Regions from separate parts of the Ovis aries genome. Here region 2 is linked to region 1. The links are chromatin contacts, called in public Hi-C maps. All regions are on one chromosome and are shown on one strand. Each heading gives the region's core, a stretch centred on a gene start, on an enhancer-like site or on the middle of the called end of the contact. The rest is flanking DNA. Distances are from core to core; before and after follow the strand shown. Region 1 holds the start of SDF2L1 (stromal cell derived factor 2 like 1). Region 2 holds the start of LOC101120606 (mitotic-spindle organizing protein 2).

What was found. A called contact is a pair of places that touch in the nucleus more often than the background predicts.
Region 2: a Hi-C map of liver shows a contact between it and region 1, with 3 times the contacts expected there. The contact joins the promoter of LOC101120606 here to the promoter of SDF2L1 in region 1. A contact is called at or near these places in 2 of 16 Hi-C or Micro-C datasets (hypothalamus and liver).

Annotation. Positions count from the first base shown.
Region 1 is chr17:72,150,191-72,156,530 of ARS-UI_Ramb_v3.0, forward strand. It overlaps SDF2L1 (stromal cell derived factor 2 like 1), which reads right to left and starts at 2,484. Exons shown (of 3, transcript XM_027956872.3): 1 at 2,273-2,484; 2 at 1,792-1,988; 3 at 559-1,002. The coding sequence starts at 2,459. The coding sequence ends at 721. CCDC116 (coiled-coil domain containing 116) reads right to left here. Exons shown (of 3, transcript XM_042234184.2): 3 at 5,245-6,340. It overlaps LOC121816890 (histone H3.v1-like), which reads right to left. Exons shown (of 1, transcript XM_042234185.2): 1 at 5,245-6,340. The coding sequence starts at 6,048. The coding sequence ends at 5,416.
Region 2 is chr17:72,431,470-72,437,809 of ARS-UI_Ramb_v3.0, forward strand. LOC101120606 (mitotic-spindle organizing protein 2) reads right to left here and starts at 3,119. Exons shown (of 4, transcript XM_027956896.2): 1 at 2,633-3,119; 2 at 2,400-2,548; 3 at 1,430-1,609. The coding sequence starts at 2,802. SMPD4 (sphingomyelin phosphodiesterase 4) reads left to right here and starts at 3,242. Exons shown (of 19, transcript XM_027956900.3): 1 at 3,242-3,319; 2 at 6,120-6,203. The coding sequence starts at 3,254.

The DNA.
Region 1 (6,340 bases), core at 1,234-3,733:
CTGTCAAGGGCCAGCCGATTTCAACACTTTGACAGCTCAGTGTGACTCTTCTTCCAGGAAGCCTTCTCAGATGTCTGCAGGCGGCAGTCCTCTGTGGTTATCTTCCCTTGCAATACCTTTTTAAGTTCTGTTAGGGCCTCCGGGGTTTGGGGCCAGCTGAGTGTGTGGGGTGCCGATCTGCACGGAGACAGGGATCTTGCGATATGAATCTCCACCAGATGGGCAGAGTCCTGGCCCAGTGCTTGGTCAAAGCCAAGGGTCCAGACTGTCACAACTGCCAGGGGAAGGGATGCCCTTCAAGGGACGAGAGACTGGCCAGCTTGTGCCCATCCCAGCTGGTAGGGAGCAGGGCTGCTGCAATCTGCTGAGACCTTAGCCCTTCTCAGGAAGGTTCATGGAGCTGGAGGCCATCTGAGGGTGGGGGGAGGGGGCTGTGATGGCCCCGGGCAGTGTTGAGAGTGCACAGAAGAGCGTCCGAGAGGTCTGGATGGGTTCAGCCACCAGCCGTGCTGGAGACAGAGCTTTCACACTGAGGAAGAGATGCTGAGTGGGACCAGCTGGCAGCTTCAGGTCAGCCCCAGGCTCACAGCAAAGTGCGACCAGAGACCAACATTCTTTAATCATAAAGGCACTTGAGAACCCCTACAAAGCCAAAGTCCCCCCGGAGAGTCGTCTGCAGACAACGCCCCCCGCAGCCCTCCGCCCCCCGGTCCACAGCGCTCAGAGCTCATCGTGGCCCCCAGGGGCCTCCGGGCTGGGCTTGATGAAGACGCCTTCCATGGCCTTCCACTTATTGTGGGCGCTGGCACTGGCCATGCCATGCACCTCATGCTGCCCCCGGATTGGGCTCCCGTACTGCTCACCAGTGACCGACAGGAACACGGAGGTGCCCACGTGCTGGAAGCGCACGGCAGCCTCTCGCTCCCAGTGCAGCCCTGAGCAGCGCACGGTCCACAGGTCCAGGTCGTCCCCCTCGCCGTCCTCCCCAAAGGCGCTCACCTCCTGTGGGGGCAGAGGGGGTGAGGACCGCAGTCGTGACAGAGGGAGCCCTGAGGCCCCTGCGGGCCCCTGCCAGGCAGCGGCACTCACTTCCCTATACCTCCCCCTAATACTCAGCTTCCACAGCTGCCAACTGCGACCACCCCCCCAGCCCTGAGTCCCCCCAACACGGGCTCTTCAAACACGTGCACACCCCATCTCACCTACCTGGGTGGCGACCACTGGCCCCCAAGGAGTCAAGGCCTCCCCCACTCCCTCCTCCTCCAGTTCCTTCTGTCTTAAACCCTCTGACCTTCACTCAGCATCATGTCTGCCACTCAGGCTGACAGTCAAGGTTCTATTATCTCATCCTTTTCTTTGGATAAGCCCCCAACCACCCTCTGTTCCAGCCCCACCGCCCTCCCAGTTCCAATGAACTCGCACACAGGCAGGCTCTTGTCCAGGCCTGGGAAGACGCCCATCTCCTCCCTGGATTCCTCCTCATCCTTCCAGGGCCGGCCTGAGTGCCTCCTCGCTGCGGAGTTTCCCATTCTCCACGGCAACTGCCGTGTGGATCCCCCTCCTGGGTCCAGCTCCCGCCCAGGAGTGGAGCTCTCCAGCCAGACGGCTGTTCCAGCTGTGTCCCCGCGGAGCTGAAGGCTCCAGGGGGTAGGCGCCGGTGGGGATCATCTCTCTGTCCCCAGAGTGGGCGCCGGGCAAACGCTTCTAACTTGACGCTCCCATTTCACAGAGGAAAGCTGGGGCTCTGAGCAGGTGCCCAGGCCCCGCGGCTCACAAGCCAGGGGGGCTCACCTGGTTGTTGGTCAGCGGCGACGGGAAGTGGTGCGTGTGCAGGTTCTTGCCGGTGAGCACGTGCGTCAGCCGCACCGCCTGCCCGCAGCGCACCGGGGACCCGCGCGGACACCCTCCCTCCGTGTCGCCGCGGATTCGCCAGTAGCTGTTGGCGTCGTCGGACGCCTCCACGCCGGTTACCGACTGCTGGCCGCTGCCTGGGGACGACACCCCATCCCCGGGGTGGCCGTCAACGTGGCAACGCCGACCGTCGCCCCGGACAACCTCCGCTTTCCCGACGGCCTCGACCCTGGGACCCAACGGCTCCACAAGCCGCTCCCCGCCCCCCGCCCGCCTCTGGTCGCACTCCGAGGTCCACCGCTCCGAACGGCGTCCCGACCGCGCCCTCGAAACCGCCGGCCTCCGGCCCTGAGGACCCCCAGCCCCCTGGCCCGCGGGGACCCAGCGCCCAGCCCGCCGTCGGGCGGCCCCGGCCGCGCACCGGATCCGTATTTGATGTCGTGCGAGTGCAGCCGCACCCGGTGCTGCGTGTTGAACAGCTTCAGCACCGACCCGCAGGTCACGAGCCCCGCGTCGGTCTTGGCGGCACGGCCCCCCGACAGCGAGAGGGCCAGCAGTAGCCCCAGCAGCGCCGGGCCCGCAGCTCGACCGCGGCCCGCGCTCCACATCGCCCCGGCAGGGCTCCGGCAACTCGGCCAGCGGTCGCTTCCGTCTCCGCCGCCGGCCAATCCGGACTCCGACAGGGCCCGCCGCAGCAGCCAATCGCCGGCCTGCACGGCGCTCCGCCTCTGCTGCCATTGGGTCCGCGCCGGAGAGACCCGCCCCCAGCTTCGGCGAGCGGCGGCTGGGAGGGCCCTGGCGACACGAGGAAAGTTTTGATTGGTCCACGCCTCCGAGGGCTGACCAATGAGGATCCAGGGGAGGCCCGGGCGGCTCCAAGCCGCGGGAGTGCTGGATGCCCGGCGGCTGCCGCCTAGGGCGCCGCTCTAGCGCCCGCCGGGCTCCGGTTCACCCTATCACCTTGATCCCAGATCCCCTGGCCCTCAGTGATGGTGTCCCCCTCGGACCCCGGGTCCACAGCTGCAGGGTCTTGACGTTGCTCGACTACTAGATTATGTGGTCACCAGTGGACACATCTCGGATTACGCAGTCACATGCTCCTTCAGTCCCTGAACCTAATCCTCCAGTCGCTCGAACAGTGCCCCCTGACACTGCGTCACATCGGTGTCCCTGGACCCTGGGGATTCTGAATTCCCTGGGCCCTTCCAGGGCAGAATCTCATGGTCTCTAGGCCGCTGGGCAGCAGAGGGCAGCAGGGAGCTGTGGTGTAGAGGCTAGCAGTCTTCAGAAGACCCTGAGCTGCCTCGGGAAGTGGCTGCAAACCAAGCCTGGGTGACTGTGTGTCCCAGGCTGGGGACTCACTGCCTTCTCAGAGAGCTGTCTGCTCAGTCCTGTAAGGGGGGAAACTTACACCGCTGTTTATTTATTCATTCGTGGAATATTCTAAACTTGACTTCACTCCAGGCCCTTCAGTTCAGCCCAGCCCAGGAATCGGCTGACTGCTCGGCACTTGGGCACCAGCAAAGCAGGGAGGGAAAAAAAAAAAAAGTTCATGTTTGATTAAATCATCCAGAAGTTAGCATTCAGAAAATCCAGGATAGAGTCATTTAAATTACAGCAATGGATTAGTTTTCGGGTTTCATATTCCCCCTGACTTGGTGCTGATCAGCTAGCTTGTGGGCTGTTAGTTCCCTGACCAGGGATCAAACCGGCGCCTCCTGCGGTGGAAGTGTGGAGTCCTAACCACTGGGCCACCAGGAAGTCCCAGTTTTCAGGCTTAACATTGTCTTTATTTGGAATTCCATGTAGGACAAGGCGTCTTGATCTTTTCAACACTCAGTGTCTAAAATGCTGTCTGCCCTGGATTTAGTAGATCCTACCTTGGAGGGGCCTCCAAACCAGGCAGAGGGGCTAGAGTGCAATCCAGACACAGCAAGGAACACCTCAAGCGGGCCAGACCAGAACTCGCAGCCTCCTTCCCACTGCTTTGCCCCTAGGCTGATTTTGAGTGACGGCACCCTTTTCGCAAATTCACAAGCTCTTTAAGCCCCAAACCGGGGACTCATCTTCGATTCCTCTCTTCACCACACCCCTCCCATCTACCCCAGCGCATCTCGATGGCTCTGACTCTGAACAGCTTGGAAGGCATGTCTCCTGAGTCCCCGTCAGCACCCGAAACCAAGGTACCCCACGTCCCCTCCAGATACCTACCACACCGCTGAGATTTCCCTGCTACTCAGGCCTCTCCCAAGACATTCTCCACCCAGGAAAGTGGTTTTTCTTAAAAAGCGTAAATCAAGTCACACGAGGTGCCTGCTGAAAGCTGCCAATGGCTTCCCATTACACAGCAAATAATCTCCCTTCAAGGTGAAGACAGTGTCCCAAGGCCAGTGGAGGCCATCCCTGGCAGTCCAGCGGTTACGACTCTCGCTGCTTCTGCAGGCGGTGTGGGCTTGATCCCTGGTCAGGGAGCTAAAACCCCACGGCCCCCCTAAAAAAGCACATGGACTCCAGAACTGCTGCTTGGAATAAAGAGCTGTCTGCTGATCTGAGAGCAGTAGAGACCCCAGGGATGGAGTCAGGGAAGGCAGCGTGCCTCTCACTGAGTCCCTGGAGCTGCAGGGGCAGGGTAGAGTGAGGACTCCCGAACAGGAGTAAGCAGGCTGCCCTAGGAAGGCAGAGGGCTGCCCTAGGAAGGCAGAGGGCTGCCCTAGGAAGGCAGAGGGCTGCCCTAGGAAGGCAGAGGGGAGGAGGGCGCTGAGCTGCGGACACAGGATGGCCAGGAGCTCTGGGAGGGCCTTGGACATGAGACCCTCCAACCACGGCACCAGCCGAGTCCACAGACCCTTCGAGAGAGAGAGAGCTGTCCTGTCCTGCCCAGGGCCGCTAGGGAAGGGGCAGCCAGTCCACAGCCCGACCGACCAGCACAGGGCGGGTGTGTCCCGGCAGAACCACCCCTCTATGGAAGGGGAAGCAATAATCCCAGGGGCTGTGTAGGGGTGGAGACAATGAGTCCTAAGAGGCTTCCCTGGTGGCTCAGCTGGTTAAGAATCTGCCTGCAATGTGGGAGACCTGGGTTCAGTCCCTGGGTTGGGGAGATTGCCTGGAGAAAGCAGTAGGTGCCAACTCCAGTATTCTGGCCTGGAGCATTCCACAGACTGTATAGTTCATGGGGCCACAGGACTGAGTGACTTTCACTTTTGAGGCTTGAAGAGCCAGGAAGATTCAGACTGGAGCGGAGAAGAGCCAGGAGCAGAGCCTAGGAGGTCACAGGGCTCAGGGCACCGGCAGCTGCCCCCTGGGAGGCTGGGCTCAGCTCACCGGGGGCGGGTCTGGGTGGTGGGGCGCGGATGTGTGGAAGGACATCTGAGATCTCCGACAGGAACACCGTGCTGCGTCAACACAAGCTTTATTTTTCCTGTTGGCTCCCACGAGAGGCTCAGCAGAGCTCCTCGTGGGTACCAGCCATTCTGACCTCTGCTCGGGCAGGGCGGGTGCAACAGCAGCGGCCAGTGGGGGCAGGAGGCGTGGGCCACGGAGTGCTTGGTGAGGCCGCATGGGGCCTCACGGGAGGTCACTGGGGCCTGCCCCAGAACCTGCCACGGGGGAGCTGACTGCGGCCTCCCCTGGAGGCTCCGGGGAGCTCTGGGGCTGGTCCTCATCTCCAAAGAAGTCTTCCTCCTCGTCCTCCTCCTGCTCGTCTTCCTCCTCCTGCTCGTCTTCCTCCTCCTCCTCGTCTTCCTCCTCCTCCTCCTCCTCGTCCTCCTCCTCCTCCTCTTCGTCCTCCTCAGTGTTCTGCTGGTCCTCCATGTCCACTGTCTGCTCGGACGGATGGGAGGCCACGCCGGCCTTGGTGGGGGACAGGAACCGCTTGGCCTCCGGGGGCCTGGAGTGCTCCTGTGGGGGATGTGGCCGGGAGCCCTGGGGCCTCACGTCGAGGCAGGAGGGCCCCATGGGCTTGTCCCGGGTCCTGTGGCCCCTGGCAGAGACCTCGGAGGGTGTGGCGGGGGTCCCCATGCCTCGCCGAGGGGTGCTGAGCTGGGAGGTCGGTCGGTCGGGGGGCCGGAACGCCAGCCGGGACGAGTGCCGGCTGGACTCGGCCTCCTCCAGCCGGCGCAGCAGGCGGTGCCAGTCGACCGTGGAGGACAGGCGGATGCGTGAGCCCTTCACCTTCTTGAAGCCCAGGAAGAGGTCCATGAGCACCTCGGTGACCGGGAAGGAGATGAAGCCCAGCTGGTTGGTGAGGTTCTTCTCGAAGCTGTACTTGTGGATGAGCAGGGACACAGCCTGATCCTTCAGGTAGTCAACGAGTTCCTCGTGCCAGGGGTCCGAGAGCTGGGACACACTGCTGGACCTGGACAGGATGGAGGGCAGCGGCTTCTTCTTGCTGAACTTGTAGCCGGGGCTCTGCGCAGGAGTCGGGGGAGGGCGAGGGAGACAGGTCACACATCCCTGCCTGCCCTCTGGCTTCCCTCCCACCCAGAGCGTC
Region 2 (6,340 bases), core at 1,869-4,368, 280 kb after region 1:
GAGGCCATGCTCCCCCCCTAGGCTGGGCCAGGCCGAGTCAGGTCTGCGAGCCTGCGGCTTCCCCCTGGGGCCTGGGTGCCAGTGAAGCGCGGCACAGGGGCAGCTCCCTCGGTGGCAGGACGGCCACCACCACGGGCGCCACTCTGCAGCTCTGCTTCCGGGTCTGCACACGTGCCTCCCTGACCCCCACTGAGGAGGACCAGGGCCCCAGACACTCAAGGGTGAGGAGACAGTAAAGTAAGGGTAACCTTCAAATCTGGCGAGGCTGATGAACCCGGAAATAAGAAACCGATGCCACCCTTAAGCCATCAGAGGGGTCAGGAAAACCACCGCAGGACAGAAGCAGGCCCTTCATCCAGCTCAGGGTGGTTCTCAGCACCTACAGGAGCCGCACAGCCCTGGGGCTCATGGGGAGACCCGCTCAGGCCTCGAGCCCGCTGGGCCCAGCAAGGCACGTTTGGGAGCTCAGAGCTAGTCATGCTGCTCAGCCTCCTCGGATGTGGCCGTTGGGTCAGATGGAACGGACTTAAATGAGGATTGAGGCTGAGCCAAGGGTAAAGCTCAGTTCCTGCAGGGCCCTTAAGAGTCGAGACAGACGGTGGTCATCAGTCACTAAGTCGCGACCCACGGACACCGCCAGGCCTCCGTCCTTCACCGTCTTGGGGTTTGCTGAAGCTTATATCCTTGGAGTCCGTGATGCTAGTGAACCAGGTCATCCTTACTGAACGAATCACTGCCAGCTTACTCCCCTAATGAAGTGAACCCCCCCAAACAGTGGCCCATTGCCAGTCGTGACTTGGCCCCTGAAGCTGGGGAGCCCCTAACCCCGGCTGCGGGCTCTGCCACAGTGCTGAGTGGGACTAGAACCAGAAAAGCCCAGAGGTTTCTCCTGGGTGATGAGAGCGCCCCTTGTGGAGCCGGCCAGCTGCCGAGGCCAGGCTGTGGGATGGGCCAGGCTGTGGGAGGAGGTGGGGGGACCACCGCAGCCTGCTGAGCAGGCTGGCGGGGTCTGGTGGCCAGGACCGGCGGGTGGTGGGGGCGTGGGGAGCACCCAGCAGGAGCTTGACCGGTGCTGCAGACCAGCCACTGAACGCCCAGTGCGCAACGCGGGCTGCACACGTGCCCCGTAACCCTTGGCCCACACCTCTGGGGATGGTCCCCACGCGGACCTGCTGGGCACACGGCTGGGTGCAGCTGGAGAGGAGTGCGTCTGCCCCGTGGTGCTCTTGGCACTGAGCGAGGGCCGGAGCGGCCACATCCCCAGCTCAGGAGCCAGGCAAGGGGGACCCCGGGGGCTGATGCTCCACGGCCATTCTGGGGGCTGACAGTACCGCTCGCACCCTTGCAGCCCAGGGCTGCTCTTTCTGGAGGCCATGGCGGTTTCCATGGAAACAGTACCAACCCCCAGAAATAAACCAATAAACGCAACCTGCAAAAGGAGAGAACAGGCAGCAAGAGAACCGGAGGGAACCGGGGGGCCCCGGAGAGAGAGGCGAGTGCGCGGCAGCTGGGCCGTGGAGCAGAACCGGAGAGGCCGCAGGCTGCGGGGCGCAGGAAAAGGAGGGCCTCGCAGGGGGGCTACAGCTCCAGGCAGAGAGAAAGGAGGCCTCTGGAGGTCAGAGAGAGACAAAGAGAGCAGACAGGGAGCATCAGTGGGGAGGCCCGCACCGTAGCGCCCAGGAGGGGGCCTCTCAGGACAGGGACGTGGGCGCCCAGGGCCCTGGAGCTCCCAACTAGGGGCCCAGCTGCCCTCTGCCCCGAAAGCCCCTTCTCAGAATGTTTGTGGCCAAGGAGCCGGCCCGGAGATTCAGCTGCATCTCAAGTGTGTCTGGAATATGGAGAAGGGACACGCCAAGTGGATTAGAGCTCCACTGTGACACCCTGGTCACCAGGCTCTGCTCATCCCAGCCACGACCTCCAGACTGAGCAGCACCCCAGGCTCTCTGCACCCTGCCAGCCAAGAGCTGCCCACAGAGGGAAGCTTCACTGTCCAGACTCTGAGCAGGACCTGGGCCGGGTTGGGGGGCCAACAAGCGAGCTCAGGAAAGCCTCTGCCCGCCCTGCTCCCTGAGGACTGAAGTACAGGCTTACACCCCCAGGGAGGAAGGAACCGAAGCCGCCTGTTCCCAGCTTCGTGGGGAAAAGACCTGAGTGCAGAGATGCGGAGAAACGGATCGCAGAGTCCCAACGAGGTCTGCCCGGCTTTGGGTCTCCCACCCTGCGCCCTCCCCATGTGGACGGGCACGCTCCAGGGTGGAAGATAGCAAAGTCCAAGCTGGGGATTGGAGCCCAAGGGGCCAGCCATCGGATGTGCCCACGAACAGAAAGGCCTGGCCACTCGGGACCAAACGCGCCCAGTGCCAGGGGCTGCCCACCCGTCGCCCCGGCCCGGCTCTGACCTCGGGTCTCAGGCACGCTGGGCGTGGGCAGGGGCGCGGCCGCGGGGTCCTGGGAGTCGCTCGCCGCCCTCTGCCCGGCGCACATGGACTTGAGCATCTGAAAGACGGCGAGGGGCGCCACGTTCAGCTTCAGCAGGTCCAGCAGGATCCTGGCGAGAACACACGCGGCGGCAGTGAGCCCTCCTCGCCCCGGCCGGCCGCCCTGGGCACCCCCGGCTCCCCCGGGCGCTCACTTGAACACGTCGGGGTCCATGGCGCCGCCCGCAGCCTGCGCCAGCTCGAACAGCTCCATCTCCTCGGCGCTCAGGACCTTCTTCCGCCGCAGCGCCAGCTTCTGCAGGGCCGCCTCCAGCCCCGGGGGCGCCCCCGGCCCGGGGCCCGGCCCCGCGCCCGCGGCCGCCATCTGAGGAAGCGCGGGGGTGCGCGCCGCCCGGCCCCCGCCGCGCCCCCTACGGCCCGCCGCGGGCCCTGCGCGCCGCAGCGGCCCCGCCGTCCGGTGCTCGGGCCCGAGCGGCGGCGGACGTGCGGAGCACCCGCGCCTTGGCGACTGGGCTCCCGCGCGCGCTCAGCAGGAAGCCCGCGCGCAGAGCCCCGCGGTCGCCCGGTAAATGCCCGCCAGGCCCGGCGCGCGGCTGTCCCGCGCCGGCCCCCCGACAGGGGGCGCGCCTCCAGGCCCGAACCTTAACGCGAGGCCGCTTCTCTTGCGCACGCGCGCTCCTTGCCGCCAGGTCCCGCTGCGCGCGCGCGCACTGAGGAGGGCTTCCCATAAACCCGCGGGGCGGGGCGGGGTGGGGCTTGGCTTTGCGCACGCGCTTTTCACCGCGCCCGCCCGGGGACGCGACGCGCGCAGCTTGATGACGACATTCCGGCGCCTCGTCGCCGAATGGCGGCCTCCGTCCCTGAAGCTGCGGGTTCCTTGGGTGAGTGGGGGGAGTCTCGCGCGGTCGGGACCAGCGTCCCGGCGGCCGCCTCAAACCTCCACAGAAGTCGGCTCCGTTCCCAGGCGAGCCCCGGGCATCGGACCAGGGCGTCGAGCGCCGCGCCCTCCCGCCGCCTTCCCGCGCGCCTCACGGGCCTCGCCCAGGCGGGCGCCCGGCTAACGTTCCCGCGCGCGGTGGGGGACCGACAGCCTGGGGCTCCCCGGCGAACGCTGTGCGCGGCGGGGGTGGGTCCCGGCCCGACGCCCTCCCCCGCCCCGGGTGTGCTGGCCGTGCGGAGCCTCGGCTTCCGAGGGTCGCCGGGAGGTGGCGAGCCGCAGACGGGACGGCGTCTTGCTCGCTGCGCGGCCGGAGGAAGGCCCCGACGAGATGGGCGCCGCCGAGGCTGCGGCTCCAGGAGGGACCTCGAAGCCGGGTCGGAAGGCGCTCCTGACGGCAGCGGGTGTGGAGGTGGCGGGGTGAAGCGGAGGCTGGGTTCCCAGAGCAGGCGGCGCGGCAGGAGAATCGGGACGCTGCCCTCTCCCCGAAATTCCGCGGTTGGGCGCCTCGGGCTCACTCAGCCGCTGCCGCTGCCCGCTTTCTCCGAGGAAGGAGCCGCTTTCACCTCGTCGTCTCTGAAGCTCTGCCGCGGGCCCGCAGTGCAGGGTTTATGCCGCTTTGATCTTTTCTGAATAGTGCACGCCGCTCTCTGGACCGCTCGGTTCAGGATTGAGCGTTTAAAGTCATCCTTAAAACTGGGGCCGATATTTAGTTTAATTAGGAGTTGAGCAGACTCCGCGTTGCTGGACCAAAATTTGGCTACTCACAGCTCGATAGCGGATACTCCAAAGGCAAGTGTCAAGAGAAAAGAAAGGTGGTTTTAATCAGAAAGCTAGAGAAGGCAGACTGGTGTTCCAGAGCCGACTCTGAAGATTATGCTCCGCAGTGAGTTTTTAAAGGGATAAGGGGAAAGAATCTCAGAATCGTTGCGGCAGGACGTCAGGCTCTGCGTCACTTTCCATCTCGTGCAGGCTGGCAGTCTCCTCCTGGCCGTTTTTCAGCTGTTGTCTTGCCTGCTAATCTGCAGGATTGCCAGGAGGGAACCTGGGGGCGGAGAGCTGGTCATTCTTTTCCATTCCTACTCTTTTTTAGTCTAGGAAAAGAGTCAACAAGTTAGGCAGGGTTTTGTGGGCATTCAGTAGACCCTGAGTCAGGAGTTAGGTTGCATGCCACCAGGTCACCTCATTTCTGCAAGGTCTGAGCAGGGCAGAAATGGGCATACAGGAAAGGGCGAAGGGCCTGCTTACAGATCCCCCGGCCAGTACTCCGTTTCTGCGGGACTCGGGGCAAAAGCCTGTCTTCCGAAACTGCTTCTGTGGACCTAGGACGCTGTGTTCCTTGGATGGAATATGCAGGCGTGAGTCTGTAGCATCTTCTTGCTGACAGTTTCAGCCTGTTTACATACGCAGGCAGAGGAAGCTACAGTTATTTCGAAGCCCACAGAGACGTAGGTTATCATGAACAGCAGCGTCCGACCCGTTGTCTTGAGGCCAGTTCTCGGAGCTGCCGGCTGTGGACAGAGCGCCTTTCGTTGTGGCTGCAGTGCCGTCGTCGCGCAGCTGGCTCTTCCCTTCTGGCAGCTGGAGCGTCTGTAAACAACTCAGGACTGCGCATCAGACTCTCCCAACCATCAGCTGCTGGTGCCGGGTGTTCTGTGACACAGGGGTGCCGGGCAGACTTCAGCTCTCCTACAGACAGGGCTGGGGGCCATGTGCCGGGGGCGGGGGTCCAGCACGCTTGGTCTCGGGGAGGTGTTTGTAACGCCCAGTGGCAGAGATGCCCGCCCGGCCTCTCCACGCACGTAGAGGTCTGCCCGGCAGCTGCCCCCTCAGCGTTGTTGCTCGGCCGTGGGCAGAGCTGTGCCCGGAGTGGCGTCGAAGGCGCGGAGCCTCCGGCTCTGCTGGGTCTGCGTGTTTCTGGGTTCTGCCCCGCAGGCACAGGGAGGGGGAGTCTGGAGAGCTGCCCCTGAGTTTCTAGTGGCGTCAGAGGCTCTGCTGGCGAAGCGTGCTCGTCCCCTCCCCGCTCCCTTCTCAGAGGGTGCAGGTAGGATAGAGCAGGTGCGCTGCCTTTCTCTAGAGAGCCGTGAGGAGGCGGGTGGGTCTCCGTCCCGGCTGTGCCTCCATTTCCCTCAGCGTTCGCCTTGCCCCGCAGGTCGCCGTGAGGATGCGCCTTCTGTCCTTGCTTAGCAGGCTTCGCAGCTTAAAACTGCACCCGCTGGCACCTCATGGCTGTGGGCTCAGCGGAGGGTGTCTCAAGACTGACCTCAAGGTGCTGGCCGGCTCTGCTCTCATCTGGAGACGCAGGAAGAACCTGCTTCCAGGGTTACGCAGGTTGCCAGCGGGTCCGGCTCTTTGCAGGGTGAAACCGAGGTCCCCATTTCCTTGCTGCCTGGTAGCCAGGACTACTCTGAATCTTACGGCTCTCACACTTGAGACTTTAACCTGTCTGTAAAACCCCTTTCAAAGAGCATTTGAACAACCGGAGACGGGACTCTGGCAGGGCCGGCCTTAGAATCCTGCCTGCCTGGCCCGAGGAGTAAATGAGGAGCGGATGCTGAGCCGCCAGAACCAGGCCTGGCACGTGGCCGGTGCCCTGCTTTACCACAGGCTCGCCCCACCGTCCTGGCTCTGGAGCTGGCCACTGGGCTGCACGTGCGCAGCGCTCTGCAGAGCCTGGGCCTTGCTTGAGCTCTGTGAAGTGCTGCGATAACCTCGTCGTTGAGGTTCTGTCTCTGTCCCTGCAGTGGTCCTCTAAGACGGCCGCTCCGGACCCTGCGAGTCAGGCTGCCATGGCGTTCCCCCACCTGCAGCAGCCCAGCTTCCTGCTGGTAAGTGTCCGCTGCCCGCCGAGGGCCCACAGGACAGGGGTTCTGTAGCAGAGGGGCTGGAGAACTCGGCAGCACCTGCTTTTTGGGGCGAGTCTGCCCTCTTCTGGTGTGTGCTGGTTTATGCAGCCACTGAGCCC